Regions from separate parts of the Mus musculus genome. Here regions 1 and 2 are each linked to region 3. A link is a contact called in public promoter capture Hi-C and targeted proximity ligation data. All regions are on one chromosome and are shown on one strand. The core of a region is the stretch at or near the end of the contact, and the rest is flanking DNA. Distances in the headings are between cores, read along the strand shown.

What was found. Promoter capture Hi-C pulls out the DNA fragments that hold promoters and counts their contacts.
Region 1: a contact with region 3 is called in a promoter capture Hi-C map of liver, with 2.2 times the contacts expected there. A contact is called at or near these places in 12 of 39 promoter capture datasets (the HPC-7 cell line, cranial neural crest, embryonic stem cells and 6 more), 3 of 484 Hi-C or Micro-C datasets (bone marrow-derived DN2 thymocytes, liver and nephron progenitors), 4 of 130 datasets of targeted methods (bone marrow-derived macrophages, embryonic stem cells, extraembryonic endoderm stem cells and 1 more) and 1 of 9 other capture datasets (embryonic stem cells).
Region 2: a targeted proximity ligation map of embryonic stem cells shows a contact between it and region 3, with 4 times the contacts expected there. A contact is called at or near these places in 3 of 39 promoter capture datasets (the HPC-7 cell line and hippocampal neurons), 2 of 130 datasets of targeted methods (both in embryonic stem cells) and 1 of 9 other capture datasets (liver).

Annotation. Positions count from the first base shown.
Region 1 is chr19:23,491,201-23,494,059 of GRCm38.p6, forward strand. No RefSeq gene overlaps it. Among named protein-coding and RNA genes, the nearest start is that of Gm34012, 4.1 kb to the right of the region's middle.
Region 2 is chr19:23,466,345-23,469,069 of GRCm38.p6, forward strand. No RefSeq gene overlaps it. Among named protein-coding and RNA genes, the nearest start is that of Mamdc2, 19 kb to the left of the region's middle.
Region 3 is chr19:23,272,645-23,275,464 of GRCm38.p6, forward strand. It overlaps Smc5 (structural maintenance of chromosomes 5), which reads right to left and starts at 1,253. Exons shown (of 25, transcript NM_001252684.1): 1 at 990-1,253. The coding sequence starts at 1,174. Gm33950 (a long non-coding RNA gene) reads left to right here and starts at 1,264. Exons shown (of 2, transcript XR_386613.2): 1 at 1,264-1,361; 2 at 1,580-1,715.

The DNA.
Region 1 (2,859 bases), core at 356-2,855, 220 kb after region 3:
GCAGTAAGGAAGTTACCTATTCAGTAACTAATTAAGCCAAAGCAGCTCAAAGCTGGTCTGTAGAGTGTTTACCATGAAAGAGCCAGGGAATCCCACTGAGATAGAAATCTTCAGTACAGGCTACATTGCATATTAGAAGCAAGTTGGTGAATTCTTCTGACAAATGGAGATTCTCCAGATACTTAAAAGTTATACTCATATAAGAATCTAACAAGGCCTAGGAAATAGGGGGGCATTCTGCTTAGAGCAGAACCCCCTGGTGCTAGCCTTCACAAGGCTCAAAGGAGTAGCATTAGGGTGTGAAATCCTTACCTGTCATTAAGCTGACCCTATGCAGGACGGCTTTATCTTTACTGTAAACATTTACCTGGTTCCTGTAAGTCCCTTTGTAGTCACTCCTTTGTTTTGTGTCAGGCAACTTCAATGTACTTTGCCTGCTGTGACTTCCTACCCCTTTTATTTTCTGTACTATATAAGACTGGTGTTCACTTTGTGACAAGACATTCAGGTTCTACACAATCTCTCCTGTTGGTCTGTCTGTCACCCACCGACTCCTTGCCCATCTGCACCCAGAGACCAGTTCCATGCAGACAAAGGGACCCAGAGGGTCTGCAGCAAGATTCCAAGTGTTTGTGTAGCTCTTGTGATTTCTCTCACTTTTGTGATTTCTAGTTTTATTTTACTGTGATCTGATAAGAGTTAAGTTATTTCAATTGTTTCATATTTTTAAGACTTGATTTGGGACCTAGACTATGATCCGTCTTAGAGAGGGGCCCATGGGCTTCTGGGAAGGATATGCTCAGCACCTTTTTCTAAACATGGGGCAGCAAGACTGCTGTTAGATGAAAAGGAGACAATGGAGGTGGGTCTTGGGGCTGCCTTGGCTCTAGCTGTGGAGTTCATTAGTGGAAAGTACTGTAAGGTGCAGTAGTTGGAGGAAAATGGCCCCCAGAGACTCAGACAATGGCATTAATAGAAGGTGTGGCCTTGTTGAAGTAGGTGTGGCATTCTTGGAGGAAGTATGTCATTGGGGGTAGGCTTTGAGGCCTCAGATACTCAAGGCAGGTCCAGTGTGGCAGTCTCTTCCTGCTGCCTGCTGATCCAGAGGTAGAATGCTCAGCTACCTCTCCAGCACCATGTCTGCTTGCACTCCACCATGCTTCCTGCCATGACAGCAATGGACTAAATCTCTGAGCTGTAAGCCAGCCCCAGTTAAATGTTTTTCTTTATAAGAGTTATGGTATCTCTTCACAGCAAAGAAAAACCTAACAGGAAGGGATTCACAAGAAGAGTACAGAATCATTGAGCTAAAGAGACAGAGTTGAAGAATGACTGTGGTGACAAAGATAGCTGGACAGAGACAGAACTCCAGATACCTACTCGACATTCGTCTTGAGTCATGGAGAATCTTAAGCCTGGGGTTTATAAGGAAGATGGGTGTTGAGCTCATCTTCTCCCCACTGGATTTCTGCAGACCCCATCTTTCACAATAAATAGGTGTGATCTGTTTGTTTTCCATTTTGGGAGTTTTTCAGATCAGCAGGGCCTCTGGACAGCTGCCCACTCTAGCTTGTTCATTGTGAAATTAGTCAGGAACCTCACATGGTCAAAGTAAACAATGACAAGAATAGACTGGGGAAGCAATGAGCCTCCTCCTTAAGACCTGTGGGACTGGGAGTGACTAAGTGACCAAGATTAGATGTGTAAGAACACAAATCTCTACTTATCAGCATGCAACCAGCCATCCCTTATGCAATCCTCCCCTAAATCAACTTGCCCACAAAACAGCCCCATGCTCCACCACCAGCCAGCCAGCCCAGCACCTTCCTTTTTAACTAATTGCTTTCCATTGAACAGCAAGCAGACTAAGGTCTTGTACTGGGCAACAAAGTGAATGTTGTCCAGTATATTACTCAAATCACACGTTTGCTTGAATTAGGTCAAGCAAAGAATGGATGAGGGGAAAACTGGGCAATTTCTATAGCTTACACTGTCTGGAGACATTGATGTAACCATCAGTCAAAATAGAGTACTTAGGTAATCTGTTAAAACCTCAGAAATATCACAGCTTAATGGAAAGACAAACCAGCTATAAGAAAGCTTACTTCAAATCTCTCCAAATGGATCTTTAAGCCTTAGAAGGAAGAAGGACTCAAGATGAACTAGAGTCTTATATTAAAGAAGAAGAAGAAGGAGAAGGAGAAGGAGAAGGAGAAGGAGAAGGAGAAGGAGAAGGAGAAGGAGAAGGAGAAGAAGAAGAAGAAGAAGAAGAAGAAGAAGAAGAAGAAGAAGAAGAAGAAGAAGAAGAAGAAGAAGAAGAAGAAGCAAAGCCAGTTGTTATAGAGTACTTCTGTAACCCTAGCACTCTGCTGAGGCAGGAGGATTGTTACATTTGAGTCCAGTTTGAGATATACTGTGAGATCCTATTCCAAGAAAAGAAAAGGACAGAAAGGAAAAGAGGAAAAGAAGGAAAGTAAAAAGGAGGAAGAATAGGCTGGCAAGCAAGGTGAGGATGCCTGCTGCCAGTCTGACAACCTGAGTTTGATTACTGAAACCTACCACATGATGGAAAGAGAGAAGCTGCTCATTGTATTCTGACTTCCATACTTGTATTGTGGCACACCAGCATTTACACACACACACACACACACACACACACACACACACACACGAAAGAAAGTAATAGGTAGGGAAAACAGCAGCAAAATGTAATTTTGCTCACTAGTAAAGAAGAAAGGTAAACACCAGGCCCAGCCAATGGGTAACCTGCCTGTAAGATTCATAGGTATAATAGTTAGACAAAGCTTGCGGGAGTAACCAACCAATCTCTGATTAGATTTGTAATGGCTAAAAGAAATT
Region 2 (2,725 bases), core at 102-2,601, 190 kb after region 3:
AATACCCAAAGGCAGCAACTTAAGGAAGAAAGGGTTTCTTTGAACTCAGGGTTTAAGAAGGGAAATGGTCTATCGTGGCAGAGAAGGTATAGCTTAGTTACATTGCACCTGTTGTTAGGAAACAAAGATGAACACTTACATTCTTTTAATTCACAGTGGGACCTTAGCCTATGGAATCATGTACCATGAACATTCAGGGTGGGTTCTCCAACTTCAGTCAAACCTCTCTGGAAATGTCCTTACAGACTCCTCCAGAGATGTGTTTCCAAATCTTATAATATGGACATACTTACTTTAATGTATTCTAGCCTCTATTAAAATTGACCAGATTTTACTGACAATCTGTTGGTCCTTGGTATGGAATCTATATTTTCTGACCCCTTTAAAGGCTTGCATTGTGACATTGGCTTACTGTAGTTTCTCTCAATTTCCAATAGTCATACTGAAGATCTAATGGGCCTTGATGAAGGTTTAGGGGGAAATGGAACAGTCTGTAAAGTGCTTGCCATGTAAGCCCAAGGCCCTGAATTGAATCCCCAGCCCACCATAACACACACACACACACACACGGGGAGGGGCGTGGGGGTGGGGTAACAGCATTCACCTCTGATTCCCGTACAGGGTTGGACAGAGACAGGATGAGTTTGAGTTCAGTGAGAGACCTGTTCTCAAACTATAAGATGGCCTTATCCATGTGTGCATAGACACACAGGTTAAATTGACAGAAATAGTAGAAGAGCCTTTGGATAGCATTCAAAGTCACACTCAGTGGCTATGAGGATGTGAAATGCTGTAGATCTGAAAGAGAACTGAAACCCATTCGGGCTTGCCATTCTTCCAGGAGCTACTGAGCAGTAGCAGGGTGGATTCAATACCACTTCCCCATCTCCTCATCTCTGCCTCACTTTCCCTCCCTCCCCCAACTTACATAAGAGGAGAATCCCGTGAGCTGGCTGTCACTGGTAGTCTATGTGAGACTCAGCAGTAGTAATAGAAATGCTTGGATTTGAACCCCTAGGAATTTATCCTCCCTGGAATCAAGAATAGTAGAATAGATTTGTGGATAGAGAAACTATCAAAAGCATGCTGTATTTGGAGAAAGGGTTTCAGGATCGTTTTCTTCTTCTTTAGAGAAAAAGACATTGGCAATGGAACCATGAATGAAGGAGAGAGTAACCAAATGGCAAATGAGCACAGGGTATTTTGACGTGCCCCCCGCCCCCCCCCCCCCAATCTCCCATTGACCTGGAACAAATCTCTTCAGCTTGTGATTGTTTGGTTTTCCTAGCTCTACAGTGAAAACATCACAGTAGCCTTACCACCAAGTGTTCGGGACGCATTAAGTCCATTAAATTCACTGACTATTGACTCAGTCTGTTGAATGTGGAAGTCAAGAGCAGACAACTTTCCTTTCAAATTTCTAGAGAGTCTGTAAAACAACATAGTCAGCAAGTATCATCAAATATCCACTTTTGTGCACAAGCATTAGTCCAAATAATGAAATGAAACTTTGTGTATAACAGGTGGCATAGTCCTTGTTATGGCTTTCAAAAACTGAAACACACTGGTTCCCAATGGTTGTGCTACTCCACCCAGTGCCTCCTGCCTCCTGTTGTCTTGGTGACCTGTTGGTATTGAATACAGAGGAGGGGAAGTAACTCTGCAAATGGGCAAGAGGGCCAGTCTTTCTTTCTTGCCAGAACTGTTGTTTTTGTTTCCTAATCTTGTTCATTCTCATGCAATTAAGCTGCCAGACTGAATTCAGGCATCCTTTTCCAAGAATCTCTCAAATGCATGACATTCAAAGGCCACTCTGAAGTTGAAGAAGGTAGCCTAATCCTTTACATATAAGTGGCATTTGTTTTACTTTAAGAGGAAAAAAATGATAAATCCGTCAAGACTTTCAGGCCTAAATTGCTTTCAAAGACCCCAGAGTTAATTAAAGGAGGACAATATACAAAAGAAGGTGACCTTTTCCATTTAAGCTATAAATATGCCATTGTTAAGGAATTTCATTACAGCAGAGAATACAATGAGCAATTGTAGCTGAGTTCAGCATTTGACTTCAGATGACGGATTGGTAGAGTGGTCGTTATCATTTTAAGTAGTTAAAATATTGTCACTAAGCCATTCTTCTAAAATGGACATGAGCATTAAAAATAAATTAATATATTCTAAAGCAATAAGTTTTTGTTTAGACTTTAGGGGTTATATTAATGATTTATTGTTCTTCCTTCAGCTAAAATGTTAATCAGAGGGGAAGAATTATGGTGTTGACTGGGTCTCACTAAATCCTTCCTTGGAGTTACATGGACCCTTATTACGTTACCCTGTTGAAGGGAATTTGTTTTACATTGATAAATAGGCAAAACAAAATTTGCCATTGTAGTGTGAGGGAAAAAATGCTGTATTTTAAGAGCAAACATCCATTATAATGCGGTGACAAAGTCAAAGTAGCCATTCTGAGCACAAGGAAACTCCAAACCCCGGGGGATAACGGTAGAAAAGAAATCTCCCATTTTCCTAAAATCTGATCTCAAGTTCCAAGTACTTTCCTTCAACAGTTCTAAAAATCTTTTAACAGTCAATTCAAAAACGAATTGAAGGAAAACAAAAAGCTGTCTGGATGCCCAGTCTGTTCCTATTAAAAACTCATGGTCAATTCCATGATTAACAAGTTTTTCTTTGTTAAGCCTTACTGATCCCAGACCAGCCTGGCTTGGTG
Region 3 (2,820 bases), core at 3-2,502:
GTTCTTACATTCTACCTAAGGTCACTCACGAAACATTACAAACTGGCTTTCAGGCAGTTCCTTCTTTGGGTAATCGTCTTCCCTCCTTTTCTACTTTAGTATCTTCTTCACAAAGCTCTGATGGTTGGGGATGGACTTAGCCTTTTCAGTCTGTGCCTCCCATGAAATCCTGGGTAGATAAGTTACAGCAGATAACCTCATGCTGAGTACAGTTACCTTTCCTGATCAGGATTCAAATTAGCAATTTTGCTATTAGAATCTATACAGACCGGGGCAAAAAAACAATAGCCATGAGTTTATGTCATCAACAAAGACAGGTAGAAACGCAGCGATGTGTAAATAAAACAAACGAACACCTGATACACAACTGCTTGAAAAAAAAATGGTATTGTTATTAAGGGTCTATAAATTATGCAAGCCTACATTTAAGAAAAAATACCTCGAAAAGATAACTCTAAGATGATAAACAGATAATGATATTTCTGGTAACATTTAGAATCTACTCAACTAGTTGGGGTCGGGGCAAGGAAGAAAGGAGGATTGGACGGGGCAAGAATCTGCAAGGAGGTACAAAAACTGGGAACACGATTTTTAATTTCTTTGGTACACTCTAATCTCCAATCAACAACCATTACCATGTCATCTGCCCATTCTGGAAATCGTGTACACTTTTTAAAATTTGCCACTCTGCTGTAACTGTCGAGTTTTGTGAAGTGCACAGGTCCGTGGTAGATCGAGATTCGCAGATTAACAAACTAGAGACCCGGCCCCTTCGTATCTACTGCCTAGAGCCGACGCCTTCCAAAACCACTGGGTGGATAAAAACATCAGGCCACACGCCTACTACAGCCAACACGGCCAGTCTTCGTGGCCTAGGCAGGGAATGCCTCAGGGTTAGCCTGGCACAGGTTCCCCACCGCCGGGCACAGCCCACCGCCCCGGGCCTGCGGGCCGCTTGCTCCCGCCCAGCGCGGCCTGCCGCCACTCACAAGAAGTTCTCCATGGCGATGCGGACGATTGAGCCCTCGACGAAGGTCCCGGACGGCCGCGGCAGCGTCGGCAACGGGTTCGAGTTCTTTCTCTTGCTCGGGACCTCGGAGGAAGCATCTCTCGGGAGAGACCGCTTGGAAACCTGGGGGTTGGGGGGAGCAGCCTTCCCGCTCGGAGTCGCCATCCTGGCTTCCTCCGCGTCCCGCAGCGGCTTCCGTTCCCGGCGAGCCGCAGCCCAGGAGCCTCCGCGCCCGGCTCCCGCGCTAACTGACCCCGCCTGACCCCGCCCCCGCGGCCCCGATGCGCTTGCGCGGTTCCGCCCCGCAAACCCGAGGCCACGCCCCGACCAACGCTCCCCGGTGGCCTCAGAGGTGCGATGTGTGTGTGTGTGTGTCTGTGTGTGTGTGTGTGTGTGTATGTGTCTCTGTGTGTGTCTCTGTGTGTGTCTCTGTGTGTTTCTCGTGTGTGTGTGTGTGTGTGTGTGTGTGTGTGTGTGTGTGTGTGTGTGTGTGTGTGTGTGTGTGTTACTACTTTGCAACGGTCCCTCCCAGAACTCCAGGCTTCATCTGTCTTATGTTCTACATTGCAGTTTCCTTCCCTGGTGCTCAAATGAACTCCAAAGAAAAGATGCCTGTTGACTGTGCCTGTTGTTGGAAGCATGGCACTAACAACCATCTGATGCTCTCAAGATTGTGAAGAGTGTATTAATTACTTGCCCACTCACACTTCCTAGTCCTTTTATTGTATAATTTATTTATTTTTATTTTATGTGCATTGATGTTTTGCCTGCATGTATGTATGTCTGTGTGAGGGTGTCAGATCTCGGAGTTACAGACAGTGGAACCCAGGTCCTCTAGAATAGCAGTCCGTTCTCTTAACCACTGGGCCATCATGCTATCTCCCAGCACATACATTTATTTATTTATTTGAGACAGACTCTTTATATAGCTCTAGATGGACTACTACTCACTAGAGAGCCCAGGCTGGTCTTGAACTTTTACTACTTCTGCTTCCTTAGTGCAGCCACCAGTTCCAGTGCAGCCACCAGATGGCCTCTCCCTTCAGGGTTTCTTTTTTCTTTTCTTTCTTTCTTTTATTTAATTAAGCATTTCACTTATTTACAACCCAAATGTTGTCTCTCTCCCCCCCCCAGAGTTCTTCCCCCCCCCCCCCATCGCTCCTCCTCTTTGACTCTGAGAGGGTGCCTCTCCCTTGGTATCCCCCCTCCCTGGGGCATCCAGTCTCTGCAGGACTAAGCACATCCTCTTCCACTAAGGCCAGACAAGGCTGCTCTCTGCTACATATGTGCTGGTGGCCTTGGACCAGCCCATGTATGTTCTTTGGTTGGTGGCTTATTCTCTGGGAGCTCCTAGGGGTTCAGGTTAGTTGATATTGTTGGTCTACCTATGGGGTTACCATCCCCTTCGCTTTCTTCAATCCTTCCTTTAAATCTTCCATAGGGGTCCTTTCAGGGTCTTTAAATTCCCTGCTTCTTTAGGAATGGCTCTACCTCCCTGTGCCCATGTTCATCTCATTAGCCCTTTCAAAGATTATGCCCCTGAAGCCCATAGGCAACATTCACCCAACCAATAATAACCGGCCAGAGACTAGGGTAATGGGGAAATAAAGATAAACCATTAAATAGTTTTAAGTAGGAGAGGCCTGTGATCTAATTAAAGCTTTTCAGTCATTCTGCTTGCTGTGTGGAAAACTCATTGAAAGGAGACCTGGGGAGGCCAGTTAGAAATCCCATGCAGTAGAGTCCTCTTTTGACCACTAGAACCAACACTCCTTTTTGCAGGCCCCTGCTTCTTTCTCTCATACAAATGG